Regions from separate parts of the Canis lupus genome. Here region 2 is linked to region 1. The links are chromatin contacts, called in public Hi-C maps. All regions are on one chromosome and are shown on one strand. Each heading gives the region's core, a stretch centred on a gene start, on an enhancer-like site or on the middle of the called end of the contact. The rest is flanking DNA. Distances are from core to core; before and after follow the strand shown.

Region 1 (4,635 bases), core at 1,046-3,545:
AAAGCTACCTTATTAGGTAGGATAGCCCATTAGATAAAAATAGGGGAATGTTTAAAAGGCCAACAATGATAAGCCATTAAAAAATGGATAGATTTGGGCAGCCCGGGTGGCTCAGCGGTTTAGCGCCGCCTTCAGCCCAGGGCATGACCCTGGGACCTGGGATCAAGTCCCACATCAGGCTCCCTGCATGGGGCTTGCTTCTCCCTCTGCCTGTGTCTCTGCCTCTCTCTCTCTCTTTCTCTCTCTGTGTGTCTCTCACGAATAAATACATAAAATCTTTTTTTAAAAAATGGATAGATTTGAAAATGTATAAAAATGTAAACTCTACAGGGCAACTATTACTCCAAACAAAGTGAGATGACAGAAAACAAACTGGGAGAAATGTTTTAAATGTCTATCAAACAGAGCTCATTTCCCTGCTGAAGAAAAAGAAGTGCCTGCGTTAGGAGAGTGGCCTGCAAGAAATCTAGAAAAGAGGAGGCCTACAGAATATGAATTGTGTAGACTCTCCAGGGGCCTTCCAGGGGCGCCCATGGCCAGGCAGGTTGGTGGGACAGTCAGTTCCTCAGGCTTCATAATGTCCCAGCTCAAATATCTCTCAGCAGCCTTTGGATTTTATGCTGAGATTTGTTCAAACACATAAGTGTTTACTAAATGATAACATATATTAGAGAGTATTAGTTTGCTTGAGCTTCCATAATAAAGTATGGGTGGCTTAGAGCAGTGGACATTCTACGGTTCTAGAGGCCAGACGTTTGAGATCAAGGTGTCAGCATGGCCAGACTCCCTTTACGTGCTCTTGAGAGGATCCTTCCTTGCCTCTTCCTTACTTCTGGTGGCCCCAGGTGCTCCTTGGCCTTGAGCAGCATAACTCCCCCAGCCCCTGGCTCTCCTCATCTTAAAGGGACACCAGTCATTAGATTTGGGGCACATCATCTATCAAGGATGATATCCTCTCAACATTTTTAACTGATTAAATCTTAAAGGACCCAGTTTTCAAATAAGGTTACATTCCGGAGTTCTGGGTAGGTGTGAATTTTTGGTGGACGCTATTCAACCTACTACATAGAACTGTTTTAGTTGCAAATTACAGAAAACCCCATCTAAGTAGCTTAAGTAAATAAAAATGATATTGGGACAATTGACAGAGAAGTCTAGGAATATGCAGAATTTCAAAAATGGCATGACCGAGGAGCTCAGTTTCTCTCATTCAGATCTGTCTTTTGCTGTGTTGGCCTCATTCTTAGGTTTCCATCTTGTGGCTTCTGGCAGTTCTATTCTTGTATCATCCTTACTGGTAGCAACCCTAGTAAAAAGTACCTAGTACCTCTGCCTGAATAGTATCAGCAAACATTTCATGGATATCTTTGGCTTTGAAGGTTTCATGCCCATCTTTAAACCAATCACTGTGGTCAGGCGTGAGTCTATACCTCAGCTCTAGAGCTAGGGGCAGATTCAGTCCCAGTGAAAGCACACAGGATGAGGGGGGCAGTTTCCCCAGAGTGAACTTGGGGTACTGTTTCCAGAAGCAGGAGCAGGTGCTAGGTAGTAAGAAGTATAACCATTCACTACTATGTTGGTCTTCCTCCAATGTCAAAGAACTCCTGAGAGACAACTCTGGTTTTCAGGTCTGTGTTCCTGAGCCCTGGATAGTAGCAGGCCCTCAAATATGTAGTTGCTGAGTTGTTTTGAATTTTTGACATAATGTAGTTTCTGAAGGCTTTATCCACTATAAATCTGAGACTCAGTTCCTGAGCCAAGGTGACTCCACACCATTGAGACACTGCCCTTTGTAAAACCCAATCTAGGTATACCAGTTGGCCATCTGTTGTGAAATGATTCTTAAAAACTTCCATGAAAGAGAACTGAGAAGAAAGGCTCATGTTTGGGTCAACACGGCAGCAGAAAAACACAAGTAGTAGGAGAAACTAAGGAAGAAACACATTTCTATTTTCCGTGTTTGTCCCAATACACACACACAAACCTCCATGTCTGCAGGGGTGGTGGAGTATTGCTATTCTCATATACCCTAGAGCCCTGGTGGAGAAAACAAGATTCTGGGTTTAGGCATATGTCATCCAGTGGTTTAGGCTTGAAGTGTTGTACCTTAAACAGCCGCCAAGGGGCCTAGTATCCCAGGCACCAAAAGAGCCGGTGGCCATAGAGTAAAGTCAGACAGCCCTTTAGCTAGATGGAGCTGGACTCTGTAACCACACCATGGGGTTTAATTTGCTGACCTAGATGGAGTTTGCAGCCCACAAAACCTCATACCACAGCAAAGCTTTTCTTGTGCTGAGACAGCTGGCTGGGTGTGATGTTGCAATGACTCAGTTCTTAGTAAAGGGTCTGAAGAAATTAGGGGCAGAGCTATAGCCCTAAGACCACAGCCCCAAGAGACCTTCCTGTTTATTCCAGGGTGAGAGAAGGGGAACCTTCTGTTTGTGGGCACTGGTGTTTCACCAGAAGGGATGAGGCTGGGGCTTTGGCTTTGAGCTGTATATACATGGTCCACACAGGACGGTCAGACAATTATACTTAGATGGATCATTCAGACTAAACCACACAGGCCAGTGCATTTTTGGAAAGTGGTCTACAAACTATGTGAATCAAGTCTTATTTCTCCTTGACTTCCATTTTGAAACTGGGATTAGGTTTACAGGAGGAAGCCTATTTCAATAAAATTAGGGTTGAAAACTTTGGGTTCTGAGGATTTCCCATTAAACATAGCAGATTGAACATGTGCATAAGCCCCAGCCTCCTCCCCAAACCTCACTAAAATGTGAGTAAAGAGATTTAAAAAAAGAAAAGCCTATACCTTTAAGAGAGGTAAGAGCAGAGACAGGGAGGAAAAACAAATCCTAGCTGAAGCCTATTGATGTTCAAGAGAAATAAACTTTGGCTATATCTCCCTACTGTGAAGTATGTATCTAATAATAAATTGTTCAACATTGTTACATGGGTCAATGTTCGCTGAAATATTGGTTGGTACACTTTTACATAAATTTATGCTCTAAAAAAGAACACATTTTAGAGTGTGTGGGTAGAAAGAAGGGGCAGGGGATTTAAATACATCCATGTGAGTTTATAATATTTTAGTATTTATTTTTATAGTATTTATAGTAGATATTTATAGTATTTAGTGTTATAAGTATAAAAATAGTATTTAGTGTTTATAGTAGTTAGTATTCATATTTCCTAAAATATATTTAATGTTTTAGTGTTTGTATATATTTATGTTTAGTATTTAGTATTAGTAGTATTTTTAATAATATGGTGTTAGCATTTAGTATTTTTCAACCCTAGTGTTGTGTTAGGATCACCTTATTAAAAATGGGAATGCTTGAGGGGCACGCCTGGGTGGCTCAGTCTGCCTTCAGCTCAGGTCATGATCTCAGGGTCCTGGGACTGAGTTCTGCACCAGGGTCTCTGTTCAGCGGGGAGTCTGCTTCTCCCTCTCCCTGTGCTACACCCCCTGCTTATGCTCTCTTGCACTCTCTGTCAAATAAATAAATAAAATCTTTAAAAAAAAAAACAGTGATGCTCGGGGCACTTGGTTGGTTAAGCGTCCAACTCTTGATTTCCGCTCAGGTTGTGATCTCAGAGTCTTGGGATCAATCCCCAAGTTGGGATCCATGCTTAGCTGGAGCTTAAGGAATCACAGTGATCACATTCACTACATTAATTTTTTTTCCTTTCTTGCTCTTTCTATAGCTATTTTTTTTTTCCTGAAAGAGCTGAAAGTAGATTTCAGACATCCTGACATTTCACCCTTGTTGTGGGTTGAGTTACATTCCCCCGAAAAGACAGGCTGAAGTCCTAAAGCCTGGTGCCAGTAAAGGTGACCTGTTCATAAGCAGCACCTTTGCAGGTGTAATCAAGTTAAGATAAGAGCATCCTAGAGTAGGGTAGGCCCTAAATCCAATAACCAGTGTCCTTATAAAGAAAGATTAGAAGCCACAGACACACTACGGAGGACATGTGACTGTGGAGACAGAGAGAGGAGTTAATGCTGTCCTAAGCCAAGAACAGCAAGGATTGCCAGCAATCCCCCCAAAAAATGTAGGAAGAAGCAAGGCAGGATCTTCCTCAAGAAACCTCAGGCAAAGCACAGCCCTGCCATTATCACCTATACAAAAACTAACAATAATTTTATAATATCCGATCTGTAATCAAAAGGATCCAGTTGTCCTCCAAACATCTTATGTAGATTTTTTTTCTTCTTTGAGCAGAATCTGATCACAGTATCTTATATATTCATTTGATTGTTACATCTTTCTAGCTTCTTTTATTCTAAAGTAATCCACCTTTTTTTTAAAGGACATTGATTTTTGAACTATTAAAGAAAAAATTATGCTTGAACGATAAGGGAGACTTCAAGATTATTGTAATAAGGGAGAGAGATTGGGCTCAACTCTGAAACAGGGACAGGTGGGGATTTATAGCCAAAGAGCAGGAGGAGGGATCCCTGGGTGGCGCAGCGGGTTAGCGCCTGCCTTTGGCCCAGGGCGCAATCCTGGAGACCTGGGATCGAATCCCACGTCGGGCTCCCTGCACTTCTCCCTTGCCTATGTCTCTGCCTCTCTCTCTCTCTCTCTGTGTGACTATCATGAATGAATAAATAAATAAAATCTTAAA
Region 2 (4,635 bases), core at 1,512-4,011, 60 kb after region 1:
AGTAAGTTGTCATAGAGATAGTAGATGGTGGAATCCAAGCATATACTCTTAATTCCTAGGCATGGAGCTTGTCACTAAACTTTTGGCATTATTCAGACTTCTAGCCTTCATCCTTTCCTTCTTAAGGTCAAATCTTTGTGTTTACAATTTAATCTTTCCTTACAGATTAGTATGCCTTATCGGGTTCTCATTCTTGCTAATTTCTTGATGTACCTTTAAAACGCTGCATTTCCAAACTAGAGACTCATCTAAGTACTGGGAAGAAATAGAAGTGATGCTAGTATGCTTCTCATTGGATCCTATCTGCCGGTGCATGATTTTGATTTGTCCCATTACCAATGGCACTTGATTAAGATGATGTCTGCCAGATTCTCTCTGCTGTAACATTACTCTAATTCCCTTTATACCGAATAAGAACTTCATGGGGGCGTTATTTTGAAAGCGTGTAAATATTCCAATCTTTTTCAAATTTTCAGTTTATGCTTATTTACATATGTGGGTTTTCCTACGCTATTCAGTGGGTTACAATAGGTTATCACTGTTTATTTTGAAGCTGAATTTGTCAAAGATTTGGCCAGTGGGACACAAGTTGGCCTGTGTCCGTTTGACATGCTCCATTATTCTTTGAGCATGTCCTTATTTTCTGGCACAGCTAGAGGCTCCAGGCTCATCCCGTACTTCTCCAAGTTCTGAAATCAGCCATTTTGCCAAAGAAGAAAACTGAGGAGAATGGTATGGAGAAGCCAAGATCTGGGCTAGATGTACTCATTGTTCAGTTTTGTGACTACTCCCAGACTCTCTCAGTGTACAGAGTATATATGTACTTATACACCTATATTAATATTGATAACCTCCATTATCAGTCCACTACCGAAAAGGTCATTCTAGTCTTCTTTCTATTGTACCTCTCTTCCTCAACAGTAAGAAATTTGATTCTCATTTCCCTTACATATTGGATCAATACTCTTGAACATAACCTACCTCCCACCACTGATATTGGCCCCTCCTCTGCTTGGCTACCCTTCTCATCTACCCATACTGACTTCCTAAGGCCAGATGGCCCCTCCAGCAAGGTGAGGAGAGCACTCTATACCAGGCCACTTCCCTGTGTGGATGCCCCTTTCACCCCAAGTCCAACATGACGGCTTTGGAGGCTGCCTTCCCTTCCGTTACACACTTGCTGTGCTGTCCCCCAACACACATCGTCTACAATGTACGTTTAAAAATACGTCCTCTCTTTTGCTTGTTATAAAACCTCTGTGAGGTAGTTAAGGAGGTATTATTATCCATAATTTTTCCTTGAACAGATCTCCAACGATCTAGTTCAAGAGAAACGGAGTGATTGCCCACGGCTGCACGGCTTGTATAAAGCAGGGTCTGAACGCAGGGCTTTCCACTCCACCAATTTATGATGCCTCTAAACATGATGCCAACATTAGAGTAACTTTTCCTTTTTCTCCAGTAGAAGTATGTCCAAACATATTCACTTCGTGGTCAACTCTGATTTCCAGGTGTTTCTTCCCGCAAAAGATGTACCAGGTAAGGAGAAGGATTGGGTGCATCATCAAAGTTTAGCTCCAGCTCCTATCTGTGAGACTTCAGGCAAGTTCCTCGCTTTCCTCCAGGATTAAAAAGAGGTTAGATCAGCGATTCTCTGCCTGGGGCTGGGTGAGATGGGAGCTCACCAGGGCTTTTCCCCCGGGAACAGAAATGCTTGTGAAATTCATCCTTCACATGCCTTCCGGTTCGCGTAGTTCTGACTCCAAGGCATCCCCGTTAGCCGTTCTTATTCTGATCAATCTCACCCTTCATTCAAAAATATTTATTAATGGCCTACTATGCCGTATTATCCAGCTTTTGTAGTATTCCTTTTCCGAGGTCTCCCTGCCGTTTAGAATTTTGCCCCTTTCTTCCCAACTTGGGAGTCGAGAGCGTCGGCATCCGAGTCGAGTCGTGCCGTTCACGACGCGCCGGGTCCTCCCTGCACCAACCGCGCGCCGCTCGGGCCCCTCTCGGCTGGCGGGCGTCAGGGAGTCCGTCCCGGGAACCGGCGGCTCCGTCGACACGACCTCCCCGCGGCGAGCCGGTGGGAACCGGGGTGGGACGTCTTCGTCCGTCCGCGGGCCTCCCCGGCACGCTCCGGGCCCTCGGGAGGCGCCCTGCGCGGCTCTAACTTCTCGCCTTCCCCCTCAGGGCACAGGCGCAGCGCGAGCCGCTCTCCACTGCGCAGGAACTTCCCCGGCCTCGGCGGCGGCTCACAAACGCCGGAGCCCGCTCCCCGCACGCTCCCGCCGGGCCCCTCCCGGAGCCGCGCTCCCCGCGCCGCGCTCCCCGCGCCGCCGCGCGTGTCCTCAGGGAGCCTCGGCCCGCCTCCGCCTCCCCCGCCCCGCGTGCCCTTCAGCGGGTCCCCCCGCCCGGCCGACGCGAGGGGAGCGGGGCGCGCGCGCCGGCGGCGGGACGACGTGCGCGAGACGCACGGCCCCGCGCGGAGCGCCGGAAGGAGCCGGGCCGCAGCCTCGCGCGTCGTGCGCGCGCCCCCCCTCCGGCCCCGGCCGCGACCTCGCGCGCGCGCACTGAGGCGCCGCCGCCGCCGCCGCCGCCTGCCACCGCCGCCGCCGCGCCGCCGCGCCGCCGCCGCCGCCGCCGCCGCCGCCGCCGCGGCTGCTGCTCCGGCTGCTGCAGGAGGCGGCGCTGGCTGGCGGCTGCGCTCGCTCCAGTCGGCGAGCGGAGCAGCGAGCGAGCGTGTGTGTGTTTTTTAAAGATGGCCGGAGCGGCGGCGGCGGTGGCCGCGGGAGCAGCAGCTGGAGCCGCCGCGGCAGCCGTGTCGGTGGCGGCTCCGGGCCGGGCCTCGGCGCCCCCGCCGCCCCCGCCGGTGTACTGTGTGTGCCGGCAGCCGTACGACGTGAACCGCTTCATGATCGAGTGCGATATCTGCAAGGACTGGTTCCACGGCAGGTAAATAAACCCCCTCCAGCCCCGCCGCCGCCGCCGCCGCCGCCGCCGCCGGCCGCCCGCGCCCCCCTCCGCCCGCCCGGCCGCCGCGCCGCGCCAGGCGCCGAGCCCCCGGCCCGGGCAGCGGGGCGCGCGGGGCCCCGGGCGGGCGGAGGGGCGCCGGGGGGCTCGCCCGGCCGGGAGAAGAGTCGCCACAACACACGGGAACAAAGGGGGCCGGCCGAGAAGTTGGCAGGCGGAGACCGGGGCGAGGGGACGCGGCCGGGGCAGGCGCCGGCGGAGGCCCGCCGCCCCTCGCCGCGCCCGCAGCCCGGCCGCCGCCCGCCGCCCGGCCGCCCGGCCGCCCGGGGCTCCGGCCCGGAGTCGCCGCCCGGCGGGTCGCCCTGCCCGGCCGGCCGCAGCGCCTTCCTTCCTTCCTTCCTTCCTTCCTTCCTTCCTTCCTTCCTTCCTTCCTTCCTTCCTTCCTTCCTTCCTTCCTTCCTTCCTTCCTTCCTTCCGGGCGGCGGGCGGCGGGCGGCTCGCCCCGGCTCGGGGGCTCCGGGAATCGCCGTCGCCCCCTCCCCCGCCGCGGTCCCGGTCGCGCCCCCGTCCCCGGTCTTCATCAAACTTCCGCGGCCGCGGGGCGCCGGGACGGGGGCGTCGGCAGCGCCAGCCGGCGGGGCCCGGAGGAGTAAACAGAGCAACAGATGAGGCGCGCTCGGGGACTTCAGGATGCCACTGGGAAGTTTGGGGCCGGGGGTCCCGGGCGGGCGGGCGGGCGCGCGGTCGGCTCGGACCCGGCCCCCGGCGCCCCGGTGCTGGCGGGGCTGGGGCGGGGGGCGTGGGCGGCAGGCCCCGGCGGGGGGGGGAGAGGGGGGAGAGGGGGGAGGACACCGCCCCGCCGCTGGTCCCCAGCCCCCCGCGTCGCCCCCGCGGCGCGGCTCAAACTTTACAAAGAGTGAAATCTCCCGTCGCCGGGGGGCCGGCGGCGGCGGGGCGGCCCGGGGGCGCGGGGGCGCGGGGGGGCGCGGGGGGGGCGCGGGCCAACTCTGCGGCGGGGGCGGGCACCGCGGGCCCGGGCGGGGGCGGCGAGCGTCGCCCTCCGCCCCCGCCCCCGCGGCCGCCGGCGTTTGGGGTTTGACGTTTGTGAGAGCTCGGGGCCGCCTCCGCCGCCGAGCCGTCGACTCGTGTGTTTTGTAATCAAAGTGTGAGGCTAATAAAGGGCGGCGCCACAGCCTCTTGACTCCGGCGTGGGAGGGATTCGCAGGCATTTAAACAAAGAAACTAGTTGGGGCTGGGCTCCCAAAGTCCTTATTTGGGTGTCGTGGCAAAGCCCGCGGTCACCTTTGGGTGAAGCAGGTTACGCGGGCACCGCGTGGGGTCGTCGGTGGACGAGAGTCCGCTCGGGGCTAATAGCAGATATGGTGACTGTGATTGTAGGAAGTGTCCTTTGATTGACAGCAGGACATTTAAATACAGCCTCCGCTCCCCCCTCCCCTCCCCTCCCCTCCCCTCCCCAATTTTACAGAAACACTACGCGACCAGGCCAGATGTCTGAGTCTCCCTCTACTGGCCCTGGGAGAGAAAACCGCTTACATTACAGCGTTCTTTTCAGGCTTTAGTGCTAGGTACGTTTACTTCTGCTTCATCTTCGAGGAGTTTTATTGAATCAGGTTGCACAGCCCTTGACAGCAACAACAGTGA

Evidence for each region. Hi-C and Micro-C count contacts between places; a contact is called where the count stands out from the background.
Region 2: a contact with region 1 is called in a Hi-C map of blood, with 4 times the contacts expected there. The contact joins the promoter of KDM7A here to the enhancer-like site in region 1. A contact is called at or near these places in 2 of 9 Hi-C or Micro-C datasets (both in blood).

The regions. Positions count from the first base shown.
Region 1 is chr16:8,461,901-8,466,535 of UU_Cfam_GSD_1.0, forward strand. All of the region lies in intron 2 of LOC111090234 (a long non-coding RNA gene), which reads left to right. Among named protein-coding and RNA genes, the nearest start is that of KDM7A, 60 kb to the right of the region's middle. Within about 2 kb of position 2,296, at least 4 of the 20 cell types and tissues checked have an H3K27ac peak or open chromatin away from gene starts, as enhancers often do. A contact at or near this core is called in blood, where this site is marked.
Region 2 is chr16:8,521,254-8,525,888 of UU_Cfam_GSD_1.0, forward strand. It overlaps KDM7A (lysine-specific demethylase 7A), which reads left to right and starts at 2,762. Exons shown (of 20, transcript XM_038559409.1): 1 at 2,762-2,955. The coding sequence starts at 2,762.